2 separate regions of the Macaca fascicularis genome follow, and region 1 is linked to region 2. Evidence: chromatin contacts called from public Hi-C data. All regions are on one chromosome and are shown on one strand. The core of a region is the stretch at or near the end of the contact, and the rest is flanking DNA. Distances in the headings are between cores, read along the strand shown. Region 1 overlaps AFF1 (ALF transcription elongation factor 1). Region 2 overlaps AFF1 (ALF transcription elongation factor 1).

Region 1 (6,842 bases), core at 3,277-5,776, 120 kb after region 2:
GAATGGACAGAGTAAAAAAAAAAATGCTGCATTATTTAAGATTGTCTGTTACTTGAACATGCTGCTATTTTAGACAGTCTCCTTTTATTTTGAATCATTGAGCTCTTGTTCTATTTGTTGCTTTTTCATGATGATGAAAGATTAGTGAGCTTTTCTCCAATAGCATTCCCAAGCCAACTTGCCCAAGAATCAGAGACAAAGACACAAGAAGGGCCAACTCTCTCCTGCTGAGAAGGAAATAAAATTTTTAACACTCTTGTAAGTACATGAAAAGCTTCTTACTCAGCTGTGGAAGTTGAGCTAAGAATAACAAAGGGAAAAAAGATTGTGAAGCCTGCTGTCATGTCTGAGATTTGACTGATTAATCCACTGGGTTAAAAATATAACCCGACTTTACCAAATAGTAAAGGGCGACTGCTTTCTTCAGAACCTCCTCGCAGCAGACTAGAGGATGTGTATTGCCACCACGTTTGCAGCAGGCAAGTTGAGTGGGATGGTATCCGTGCTAATGAGTGCTCTGTCTCAGCTAGAAGAGGGCATATTTTCATGCCAGAAACTTCTTTAAACTTTTTATATGGGATGGATTGGGGTGTGTATGTGTGTGTGTGTGAGAGAGTGAGTGAAAGGTACAAAACTTTATGGAGAAAATTGTGATGGACCTGGTTAGGAAAAAGATACCTGCATCTGATAACACCTGAGAAAACTTCAGGAACACACTCATGTAGCTCCCTGTCCTGGTAAATCTCTCACCTGTCTCCCAGCTGCTGTGGTCTTGTGTGGTCTCCAGTGCTGGCCGTCTGCATTAGCTGGGGTGGGGACAGGTATTCACTTCTGAAAGGATTACTTACCGGGTGGAAATGTTAGAACCTGGAGGATCCCCCAGAGAGCTCAGTCTAGTTCATACCCCAGTGCAAATCTAGAAGTGTTGCTTGAGGCCCTAGAAAGGGAAGCTTCCAGCTCTCACTGTTGACTGTGGGAACTGTGCCCTCTAAAAGCCGTTCCCAGGTTTTGGCTGAGCACCTCTTGGGCAGCTCATTTATCTTTCTGTTTAGAGCATGAAGAAATAGTGATCCCTTCATCTTAATCGAGTGCATGATTTCTTCAAAAGGCTGTCGAGCTGCTGAGAGATCTGACCTGGGAAACAGTCGGCCTCTTTGGTACTGTCAGGATTGATGTCTGACCCACTGGTTCCAAACTCCGGCTACACATTACAGTCACCTGGGAGCCTTTAGCACTGATGACGGGAATCCCCAACCCCCACTGGTATTTTAAAAAATTCCTCTGGTAATCCTAGTGCCTATCAGGGCTGGGAACCACTGAAGCAGAGCCGTACTACAGGGCCCAAGAGCATACAAAGCTAGTTATTTGGATCCAAAATTGGTCAAGTGTGCAGTATTTAGACATCATGATCTAGGCAAACAGAATTCCTGGCCTGAAATATGTCACTAGTTACAAACATTAGAAGCTTTCAGGTAAATAAATATAAAGAAACAGTCAACTGTATTCTTACTTCTTCATCAGAGAATCGTGTGTCGTTTGGTTTAACTTCCTGCTGGATTCCAGGTGGGAGATGAGCATATTAATCTCATTATTTATTGTAGAGGACAGGTTGTCCCCCCTTCCTCATTAGTGCCCTGACTGCTTGTTCGGGGTTCTCTGCCCCTGGCCCTCTGACTGGCACGGTTGCTCCAGCAGGCACCAGTGTGTGGGCCTGCTCTCCATGGCAGAGACAGGGCTGTCAAGTTTGGGTACTGCTAACATTTGGATAATGAGGATATTTTTCATTTTCTTCATTTTAAATGTGAACATTAGGAAAAGCTCTGTGAGCATATAGTCAGAGCAATAGAAGAACATGCTTGATCCCTCACATTAGTGGAATTTAGTGTTTTTATTTAAAGGCCTGTTAGAGTCTGTCCCTCTCTTGGCACAAAGTTTAGCAAATATTTTCTTTCAGAATATTTACAGATTCTTGAATCCACTTCAGATTTAAAAGTGTATGAAGATAATCATAAAGAGTTAATGGTGGCTAACATCTGTGATGAAGTCGTTAGACATGGCACCTATAGAAATGCACACACATTTTTTTTTTTACTACTCTACAGCCGTGGGTAAGGAACAATGCATGAGGAAAAGTAGAGAAAACTGTGAGGGTAAATATGCATGACCTCATGTTGTGTTCTTTACATAAACTACTGAATTTCATCAGTCTGACTGCAGTTTAGATTTTCTAATACCAACTTATGTTTTCTTTTTAAAAATTTTTATTTTTAGCTTAGAGACTATTCTGTTAATTCATCTACTTATTTTTTAGAGACAGGGTCTCGCTCTGTTGCCCAGGATGGAATGCAGTGGCATAGCTCACCAACCTCAAACTCCTGGGCTCAGGTGACCCTCCTGCCTCAGCCTCCTTAGTAGCGTGGACTACAGGCACATGCCACTGTACCCAGCTAATTTCTTTTTATTTTTTGTAGAGATGGGGTTTCACTTTGTTGCCCAGGCTGGTCTTGAACTCGGGACCTCCAGCAACCCTACCTCTGCCTCCCAAAGCAGTGGAGGTACTGGTTGAGGGCAGTTGTCTGGCTCATTGGTGTTTTGAACAAAGAATTGGACAAAATGCACACAAAACCAAGGCAGTGAAAACAGATTTATTTTAAATGAAAGTATGCTCCGCAGGGTGGGAGCTGGCTGGAGCAAGAGGCTTGGGAACACTGGTTCTTCTGGGGTTTGTATGCCCTCTAGAGGTTTCCCACTGGTTCACTGTAGTGGCCCACGACTGGTCTGATTGATTGTAGGGGGGACCAATCAGAGTTACTTTCATTTTCCAGCTACCACACAGAAAAAGGAGGGGTTGAAAAGGGAGTAGCCTCTGATATCCAGTCAGTGTAGGTGGGCCTAAGGTTCCCTGCCTTCAGACCCTGTTCTCCTGCCTCAGTGGGGTTACAGGCGTGAGCCACCATGCCTGGCCTATATTTTCTTCTTTAGAATTCTTAAACCAAGCTTAGTTTTTTCCAGATTTGGAAGAAAAGTTGAACTCAAGAACTACAATATATATATACAGTAATATGCAACCAGGCCAGTGCAATTGGGAGCCTTCTAAAAATGTACCTAGCTGGGCACAGTGGCTCACATTTGTAATCCCAGCCCTTTGAGAGGCTGAGGCGGGTGGATTGCTTGAGCCCAGGAGTTCAAGACCAGCCTGGGCAACTCTGTGAGACCCCGTCTCTGGGGGAAATTTTTTTTTTTTTTTTTTAATTAGCCAGGCGCAATGGTGCGTGCCTGAGGTCCCAGCTACTCGGGAAGCTGTGGTGGGAGGATCACTTGAGTCCAGGAGTTAAAGGTTGCAGTGAGCTGTAATTGAGTCACTGCACTCCAGTATGGGCAACAGAGTAAGACCCTGTCTCTAAAAAAAGTAAAATAAACACGTAACGTGCATAGAGCTACATGTGTGAGCCTTGCATTGTTCTAGGAGCTCATGGAGATAATTCCTCACTTCATTCAGTCATCTTATAGATTCCTTTCAAATGAAGGATAGTCTGTCTTAATTATCATTTAGATGAATAACTGAATAAGGAGGTGCATTCATTCAAGTCTTTCTTTTCCTTTTTCTAAATAATTGCTTTGCCAACCAAGACGCTTTAACTTTTTTGGGAAAGACATTCCAGTGCTATCGTGTATGTGTTTTGAGGAGTGAGGAAGGGAAGTTATGATGTGTAAGAGGAAAATGCAGCTTTATTGCAGGGAATGATTGGTTCAGTCCTTCCCTTGCATCCAAGATCCGACTGTCTTTTCTTGGTTTATTGCTCCAGATCAGCACCCCTGGTTATCTTTCAAAATGAAAGCTCATCCCTTCTGCTTGACTAAGGCCACTTACATCTAAATTTCTCCATGCCTGTTAGTTACCCTGAGGAGAGCACCACAGCCATATGCATGTGATAGCTTAGGCTGTTCTGAATCAACCGTTCCCTCACCAAAGAGAAAAGTGGATGAATTTCCCTTTTCTGTAGCACTCATCCCAGTGAACACAACCTGTTTGCACAGCAAGTCCCTGGGCCTGATCTTGGTGCAAACTTAAATTGATGTCCCTTGTGTCTTTTTTGTATTGAATCTCCTTCCGAGGGGAATCACAGGGAAGTCCCTGAATTTCCCCAAAGACTGCGTCTCCAGTTTTCTGTGTTCCATGTGCTACCAAGCTCATTTGCTTCCCTTTAGAAGAAGATAATAGAGCCTTAGAATTTAAGTGTGGAAAGAACCTTAGTGGTCCCTTGATCAGCTGCCACCTTTTATAGATGAGATCCAGAAAGGCACTAACATGGCTTGGCTGCTGAGTAAAAATAGATCTGCAGCTCAGGCATGCTGTCTCCTCCCAGTGCGGTGATCTTTCCTCTTTTTCACACGTGTTTCTGCGTACAAGTGTCTGTCGGGAGGATTCTTAAGAGGCGCACAAGGTCGGCGTACTGGCTCTGACGCCGGTGAATAAGGCGGCTACCACGTCAGCCCTGGCTTGGTTCCTCCACAGCCCCCACCGTTGCCACTCAGTACCACACACATTCCTACTCCACTTTAGCTCCTCCTGCAGATGCCCCCATCTTCCTCCACAGCCAAGCTCCTGGTTAACTACATCTTTCCATCTGCTGGAATCTCTGTTGCCCCAAATAAGTGTCAGTTCTGGAAGAAGCCACCTTTTCCCTGCTTCCTCCAAGTGTCTGCTGGGTGAGCCAGCTGCAGGGCAGCGCAGCCCGCCGAAAGGCTTTCCCTGACGGAAACTGACTCGGCCCCTTGCAAGCCCATGTCTTCCTTTTATGGCCTTCACTCTTGCCCTGTGCTCCACTGTGGGTGGAGCAGCATCTGGCAGACGATCAGGGCTGCCTGACCCAACAGGTTAAGAAAAGCAAACAAGTCTGTGAGGACCAATTTGTCAGCCGGCAGCCTCCCTTTGTGGAAGGTGAGGCACCGTCCTTGAGACACTTAACCTAGTAGAAAAAGAATTTCTGAAACCCATACCTTAAGCCAGATTCCCTGAAGTGGGGGTGACCTGGGGGATAAACCACAGGGCAAAGGGACTTCTTTTTCCTCCTGAAGAGAGAGTATCACTCTCATCTGAATGGCTTCTTGACCCAGAAAAATCTAAAGAACACCGTGCCTCCTGTTTTTTGGCAGGTCTTTTCTTGGAATTTTGGTCTGCATTTCCGCTCACCCAGTATTGCATGGCTCCCAGGTTAATGACCCTTTCCTACATCCATCCACTTAAAGTTGTAGTGCAGTCCTGCATCCAGTGACCTCAGCTGTGTCCCTGAGCTATTAAGCTGAATTTCTGTGCCACTGACAAATACCGAGTGCCTACTCTGGGGAAGCCTCTGTGACTGTTCCAGAGAGAAGATGACAAAGTTCCAAGTGCATAGTGTACAAAAAAATACTAACCTCATGCCCGCTGGCTTGATTTCAACAGTTAAGCAAAATCAACAGAAGGGGATTTTTGCTTTAAAGTTTGATGGCTTGCTTTCTACCAGCTTATAGAATAGTATCTGCTTCTAGGTTGCTAAATATCAATATAAAGCATATTATTCCAGTAAGTGCCAATGCAGTTGTTAGATGCTGGCGCTGAAGTTAGTGCTCGCTGGTTTCTCTCTTGTTGGCTGTCTACTTGAGTCACCGATTGGCACAGCCAGAGCTATAACCAGTCTGTGAGGATTGATTTGCCCTGACTTGTATCTTCATATGTGGTTTATAAGGTCTGCCAGATTGGCCTATAGTTACAACCAGCATGTCCTAAGCAAAATGAAACTATACGAACAAAAATCAGCTCTCATTCCACTGCTAGACTTTGGTGTTTTCTTTAAGAAGTAGCCTTGTTAATGCTTAGTTTTGCCTTGGGGGCCTTAATGTGTCATTAACTGCCTGGAAATACCTTTCATTGAAGACAGTATATTTTACTACCTCATGTTCAATTTAGTATCCATCTGTATATTTTAGCAAATTTTGACTTTTCAAAGACAAAGTTTCCGTCTTGTAGTGTTTCTTGGGCCGGCTATACTTCCTTTCATCTAAAACTCACTACAGTTCACTGGGCCGTTTGGTAACAGGGTAACCTGGGCATAATTAAGTGCTTGATTGACAGAGGAGTTACCAGTACCAGAAGTCAGGTTCTATTTTAACCCCATCATTTCCAATTGATTCTTTTTCTCTCCACCATTATTCACTGTCTCTCAAGCGTTGCCACTGTGAGTTGTTGAACGGAGGTTTGTATGCTGCACAGAGCCCTGTCGCAGTGCCCCAGCAAGCTTCTTGTGGCGTGTGGCAGCACCTTTAACCTCTAAATTGTACTCCAGGATCTGCTATAAGTCCATGCTTGCAGGAGAAACAGCTGTGTAGAGTTTCCTATTGCATTTCATTTGTGGGTTTAGAACTTGGTTGCTCATTTCATGTATTATCTCCTTTTTCAGTCCTTCAAGGTACATTTTTCCAACTTCTCTAATGAATGATTACATTTCTGAGTAGCTGATCTGTTTTTATCTTATCTAAGCAGTATATTTATAATTCCTTCTTTGCATTGGCTAATCTGATTAGTAGTTCAGAATTAGTAGTTCAGAACCCAATTTGCAGATTATAGCAAACTCTGAAGAACTGTGCTGTCAAGTAGACATACAGTATAAGCCACATATGTAATTTAAACTTTTCTAATACCACATTAAAAACTGTAAAAAGGGGAGGAAATGGAAAATTAGTAAAAAAAAAAAAAATTTCTTTTTGAGACAGAGTCTCATTCTGATGCCCAGGCTGGAGTGTAGTGGTGCAATCTCAGCTCACTGCAACCTCCACCTCCTGGGTTCTAGTGATTCTTGTGC
Region 2 (6,886 bases), core at 181-2,680:
TGGCAATAAGTACTGTCAATTGTTTTCCTCAAAGAAACAGGCTCAACTTTGTTCATTTTTAATAAAATGTCTGCCAAATACCCAAGTCAGAATAACTACGGTTTGTGAATTGTTCAAGTAAAAATGGTAGTCCATGAAAAAACAGCTAGCTCAGCTTGCAACTCAATTACACAAGTGCTTTTCTTCTAGACAGCCATTGTACTTCAGTGTGCAGTGGACTGCTTCATGGGTACTTCCATTTTGTCACAAAGAACATCAAAAAGACCCATGCTCAAGGGTCAAGATTTAATGAAAGTAATAATTCTGACTGCTTGCTTCATTAAAGACAATCATAAAGGAAACTGGCTTAAAAAGAAAAAAACCTAACGTGTGGTAGTGAAGAATGCAGTGACTACTAGTTTCATTTGCTGCCACTGCTTTGATTAGTGCGAAGGCGCCAGCAGTTTCCCCATAATTGCTTTTGCACCATCAGTGCAAATGTCAGCACACTGAAAAGACAATGTCTTTGTGTTATTCTAAAAATAGTTCTGACCTCTGAGACGGTCTTGGGGACTCCCAAGAATCTAGTAAACACACTTTGAGAACCCTTGATAGAGATGCCTTGGGCCTCCCTGCCAGCATTGTCGTTTTAGTGCCAGGCATTAACATGTTTGTATTACACGACGATTTAGTAATACAGTCTGGACTACCTCTTTATGAGACGAGGCAATGTTGTCATGATTTTAGGTAGAAGAAATGGAGAGTCCACAGTGCAGGCAGTTATTCATTATTCATCTAAGAGTCTTCAGCTCCTCCAGTGTACTCGTCCCTATGAGATGCTGAAGCACAACCTCCCTCCATCCCTGCTCATCCAAGTATTTTCCTGCGTTTGAGACGGCTTAAACGCTTTCCGTGGTCTTCTGAGTAGGAAGTGATTTCGTTTGTGCTTCGTATAGGACTTACTATATTGCATGCTCAAGTTTTTTGTTTGCTTCTTGTCAATCCCTTCATTGCTTAAGACCAAAATGAGTTACTGTTTTTCCTGTAATCTACGTGTAGTCCAAAAAAGGCGAGGTGTTTTGTAAATATTTGTCTCTATGTAAGGAAATCAAAACTGAAAGCAAAGTAACACCAAGTGTGCCCGTTTCCTGAGCTCAAGCACTGGAAGGATCAAAAGTAGCGAACTTTTGGTTTACTGCCGCGGTCTTGTTCCTGCTCACTGCCGCCTCTTGGGGCCCCATATTATTCAACAAATATTCAAATTGGAGCTGGAGTTCTGAGCGGCCGGGTACTGTGTATTCCAGCGGTGGGTGTCTGTACGTAGTTAGAACCTGGCAAGAGAGCACTCGCGAGGAGCCCGCAGGCGGGGCTGGTCGGCGCCCGGGTTCTGCCCCCTGCCCGACCCTGCCTGCCGCCTGCTGCCTGCCTCCGGCTCGGGCCGCCGAGCGCCCTGCCCATTTAAGGAGGCGGGCCGTACCACCGCAACTTTCTTGACAGGGGGTATCCCGGCGGACTCGGACAACTTCAAGGGACCCGAGAGGCGATTTCTCTTCCTTTCTAACTGTGGCCCGCGTTGTGCTGCTGCTGGGCAGGCGCTGGGCGCCGGCGATCTTCGAGCGTGGGGGCCCGTTGGCTTTCCCTTCTCAGAAACTGCGCCGGGGGCGCTCGCTCGCTCCGGATTCGGACGCGGCGCTCCCCAGGCTCGTCTGGAGTGCAGATCGCCGCAGAGGCCCCAGTGCCCGGATGTCTATCAGGATTAGCGCGAGCCAATACGGGGCGAGCCCGGGGCTGCGCCGAGGACGCCCGGGGCTGGAGAGCAGGTAGTCCCGTAACATCGGGGCGCCGCGCCGGTACGCGTACTCGCCCGGCTCCGCCAAATGGTGAGCGCGGCGCTGGCAGCAGGGCCCGCGGGGTGAAGGCGCTCATGGACGGAAGACCCCTGGCTCTATAAGCTGAATTATGGCAGCCCAGTCAAGGTAAGCCGGGTACCAGAGAAACTTTTTAAACGCATTCGTGTCGAGGGGAGCTGAAGGTTGCGGGGGCGGGCAGGGTGCGGGGAAGGAGACCGGCAGGAAGCAGCTTTGTCATTGCCTTCTCATCATTCCCGAGGCTGTGGCTTGACTAAATGTCAGATAAAAAACAGTTTGGAGAACATGCTGAACAATTTCTGCATAGCGGAGAGAAGGATGGAGTTAATGTGAAGATTAAAATTAGATAGCCCCCTTCTTCCCCCAGAACTGTTATTTTCCCGGACATTAAGTTCATTTCACTTGTCCGCCCTTGCCTAAATTTCCATTTCGGTTCTTTGTGCGCCTACCCTTCGGTTCTCTGGATTTCTTGCTTGTTGTCTCGAGGGGAAGTTTAGAAATACGATTAATGTAAAACATAGTTCACCTTGGAGAGGATGGGTGAGAATTTGCCTGGTGAGTGAAAATTTTACTGCTAGAATGTACGATTCCACATAAAACGGCCCCGCTTACGTGAATCTGCTGAGTAGGCAAAGACCGGGAACGCGCTGGGGTGGTGAAGGGGAGAGAGGATAATGAACTGCAGTTGCTGTCAGAGGAGCGCTATTGTAAGAACCTCAAGCCTGTCTTTCCATGGTTTGTTACTGGTTTTGTAATGAGCGTTAAAGAAGAGTTGATGACAAGGCATTAGTGATTATTATCCAAACTGTTCTGTGCGATTTTTAGTTTTGACAGCAGTTGGTGCTAAGGGAGACTTAGGAGTTATATATGCATTCTCTTTCAACTGTGTTTTGCTGGAAAGCAGTTTGGTCTCATATTTAAAAATAATAGGGCTCTTCAAGCTGATATTTGATGTAGAACAGTGATTTTGGGAGGTCTCAGAAGACTTAACAAATTTCACGTCTGAAGACTCAGATCATGGAGAGAAATGAATGTTAAATGTTCATGTTTGGGCTGGATGAGACTGAATTTTTTTTCCTACGAAGTAGAACTTTCTAGGAAGGAAAGAGCTTCTCTGTGTAGAGTATCTCCTATGTGCTGCCTGCTTTTTATATTTCTTCCTCTCAACCCAGTGGTTTATCCTCTGCCTCCATTTTATTGATAGTTTTAAGAAAGTGGTTCTTAATCTGGGGCCAAGTAGTAGAACTTGGATGAGAAACAGAAATTGCGTCTCTATTTTTGTTAACCTCTAACTGAAATTTAGTATTTTTTTTTTTAAAGTAGGAATAGAGATAAAACTATAGTACCAGTCCTGATGATGTTATCACAAATAGAAACTATGTGTCTTTTCATAATCTTATTACAATTGTTGCAGATATCTTCAGATAACTTGCGCTTTCCACTCAGGAAATTAAGGAACTGCTTTATCTTGCTTAATTCAGTCGTAAAGAAAAACAGTACTGTACTATTAATTTCTTTTAAATGTTTTAATAGGTAAGCTTGTCTATATAATCTGGCCCCTTTGTATTCTTATGTATTTTATTTAATGTATTTAAAAACATTATTTTGATACTGGTGTTATTCATCAGACTGCTATAGAGGTCTATGGCACAAAATCTTCCATTAAGATACCTTGATCTAAGAAGTTAGTAAATGCTGTGTGACAGAGCTCAGTAATATAGCGCAGGGATTTGAACCCAGGTGTGAGAGATTCAATGCCAGCGCTCTTAAACTAATGATAAAAATAAAATGAGACACAAGCTAAATTGGACACTGCTGTGTGCCAGGCACAGCGTTAAGCAACTTTAATTGGATTAGCTCTTTGACTCTTCTTGGGCACCTAAATAGGTAAGTACTTTTATTATCCACATTTGTTAGTTAAGGAAACTGAGGTCCTGCCTGGCTGTTTCTTGCTTGAGGTCACAAAGGTGGAGCAACGCCTGACTCCAGATCTGCTTTGCACACTTCCTCCCTTACGTGCTTCCTCTTTAATGCTGAGGTGAGATGTTAAAGGGAGCTGCCAAGCCTCAGTATAACAGTACAAAGAATGATTCCTGCTAAAATTGGTTGTTTGTAATATGTAATAATCCTGAGTTATCAATGTGGTGGTTCAGCTTGCCAGCAATTAAAATAGATGAATTGTGGTTATTTCTGATCCTCTACCTGGCCTTCCGACATTCCCTGGAACTAGGAATAGTCACAAGACTGTTACGTCTGCTGTTTTCTTTGTGTGTTGGGAGTATATCTCACATTTTGTAAATGTCCGTTTTCTTTGGTTACACCTGGAATGTGGCCCACGTTCGTTCAGATATTGTGCTCTGTGGGAGAGAAGGTAATCTTTGAGATCCAGAGAAAATATATGGAGAAGATTCAATATATTTTGGGACTTCAGGGAAACTCTAAAGCTGGGCCACGTTGCCCTGAGTAGTGCTAAGAGAAACCGAAACATCACCTGTGATGTAAAAGCTCAGGTAGTGAACCATGTGCTATGCATTAGTGTTTGTTTGCTCTTGAGACAATTAATTTAGACTGACAGACTCATTGTACTTACGATTCATAGCTCGGTGTTTAACCACACTAGTTTCATTGTGCATTGTTTAGTTTGATTCCTGATTTGATATTGATGGGTGATATATGACTTATTTTTTTATGCAAATTGATTAGGCAGTGTATTCCCGTCCCTGTAGTTCACTCCTTAAGGCAAGATATTGTCTCCCACATTTTAGTCTCCCCTACATAAGCTAGAAGTACTTTGAATTGAGAGATTACCTAAGTATTTCTTGGCTTGTGGACTTTTATAAATTAAGGTTGTATATTCCTCTACCTCATTTTAAAACCTAAGAGTAGGAAATTTGTTTTGTGGTTGATTTCTTCTCTTAAAGCTGGAAGACATTTCTTGACTAAAATGCGAATTAAATGCTTTTAAAATTTAAATTTTGGGGGCCATATTTTGAAAACAATGAATATTTGGTTTATTGTGTTCCCAGAGTTGTGGAGAAAGGTGGTCACTGAGAAATGTCATGTCAGTTAAAGCGGATAGTATGCTGTGTCTGGGCTCTCAGATAAGTGTGTGCTTTCTTTGGAACCTATAAACATAACAGACACATTGAATATACTTCCTTGTGGAAATTGCAACAAACTTGCTTTCTTTAATGTGAAATAGTTACAGAACATGACTTTAGTTACTGGACTCTGATGGAAAGTGCATCCAGACTATTTTATAGAAGTATAAAAACTAGCAACTGATTAACGTAACAGTTTATAGACTTTTTTTTTTTTTCTGCAAGGATTAACAGTGCTTTATACTGAGGAGTGATGTTGATGAATACAGGAAAAAGGAGGGCTTTGTCTGATTCCCCGCCTCTGCTGCTAACCCTCTCATTGAAGCAAATCCCTGAATTCTAGAAAGGAAAATATACATACCTTCAAATACCATCAGGGATTAGCCAGTTAAAAAAAATCACCTAATGCTACCTGAGAACCCCTGGCCCTAGGGGTGTATGCGTGGGAGTGGGGGAGTTGAACTTGCTTCTTTGGGAGAGTTGAATCTGGTGGCTGAGCATGGAGCTTCTCAAAAGAAAGGATTTATAGACAAACTGCAGAAGGAAAGTAGGTTCAGTCAACTCTCCCACAGTTTTTAACTTTTGAATTTGACTAAAATTAATGTTAATGAAGCTTTGAAAAATCAATAAAGAAGCAAAGTCAGATTGTTCCCAAGATTAATATGAAGCTGGTTTTTGGTGGATCTCTTTTACTCTGGGGAGGGAAAGTTTTCCGTTGCGAAAAGCAGTGCTCTTAAACTGGTGTAGAACCAGTTTTGCCCCGCCCTATGCCCATGTCTCTGATTCTTTGAGCTAGTGATTACCTTGGAAGAAAATTCGTGAATGCAAAACAGCTTTGATTAAAAATGAGCCAATATCAAAGAGAATGCTGTGGTTTTGGAAAGGTACAGTTCAGGGAAGAGATTTTGGGACAGAAATAATTTATGTAGTATTTTGATCCATTGAATATTCTCATTTTTTCCTTCTTGTGACACCGTTGTAAACAGTGTCCTTGACAGAAGAGAAACACAAACAGGTCTTTTAAGTGATTTCTTTCTAGTTCATCCTGAGAGCCCAGTTGAGCTTCCTGACTCATAGTCTAGAGCTGCTTCCATGATAAAGACTGAAGGAGCGGTGAGTCATTTTTTAAAGTCAGCTGATTTATGGGGATGTTGTTGTTTTGGCAAAATTAATGCAAGTGATCTCTCAAGAGATTTTGCTGGATTCTCTATCATACCATGAAAAGATATTCCATAGCTGGATTTACACTCTTGAAAATGGGGTTTTTATGGGTGCTGCATTTAAAAATTTTAAATTTCAAATATATTCAGGAATAAAAATATTATAGATAAGAGAGAAATCTACTTTTTCATCTTGGTTCTGTCATTTATTTGCTGTGAGCCTCCAAATCTATTTTTTACATAATAGCTGTAAGATAGAGGAGTTATAAAGCTGATTTGTTAACTATTGCTTTGAGGTATATATAAACTTAGTTTTCTGTTAGCAAATTTCTCCATTTCATTTTTTTTGCATAAATATACCTATTTTAGTAGAGATGGGATTTCACCATATTGGCCAGGCTGGTCTCGAACTCCTGACCTCAGGTTTCTTTTCCAAGATAGGCAAATAAACTTACTCTAATTCTGTATGTCAGATACAGTGGAAATACAATATGCACCTCTAGGACAAAGTTTCTTAGAGCCACGTTTCTTGGCTCAGAAATAGAAACATATAGTGAGGCTGAGTATAATCTCTTTGTTGTGGTTCAGTTACATTTTATTGATATAGGGTGAGTACATAACTTTTACAGTAAATGATTACCAATCAGTACATTTTATTGATATCGGATGAGTACATAACTTTTACATGTTAAATGATTACCATTTTTACTTGAATGTGAAAATTGGGGGAGCTGAAGTAGTATTTTCTGTCTCCTTCAGATGGTCCTCAATTCGTTTT

Evidence for each region. A called contact is a pair of places that touch in the nucleus more often than the background predicts.
Region 1: a contact with region 2 is called in a Hi-C map of liver, with 3 times the contacts expected there. The contact joins two enhancer-like sites. A contact is called at or near these places in 2 of 2 Hi-C or Micro-C datasets (liver and skeletal muscle).

What each region holds. Positions count from the first base shown.
Region 1 is chr5:92,661,790-92,668,631 of T2T-MFA8v1.1, forward strand. All of the region lies in intron 12 of AFF1 (ALF transcription elongation factor 1), which reads left to right. Among named protein-coding and RNA genes, the nearest start is that of KLHL8, 120 kb to the right of the region's middle. Within about 2 kb of position 4,527, at least 3 of the 6 cell types and tissues checked have an H3K27ac peak or open chromatin away from gene starts, as enhancers often do. A contact at or near this core is called in liver, where this site is marked.
Region 2 is chr5:92,549,056-92,555,941 of T2T-MFA8v1.1, forward strand. It overlaps AFF1 (ALF transcription elongation factor 1), which reads left to right. Exons shown (of 21, transcript XM_074040095.1): 3 at 1,477-1,955. The coding sequence starts at 1,939. Among named protein-coding and RNA genes, the nearest start is that of AFF1, 73 kb to the left of the region's middle. Within about 2 kb of position 1,431, at least 6 of the 6 cell types and tissues checked have an H3K27ac peak or open chromatin away from gene starts, as enhancers often do. A contact at or near this core is called in liver, where this site is marked.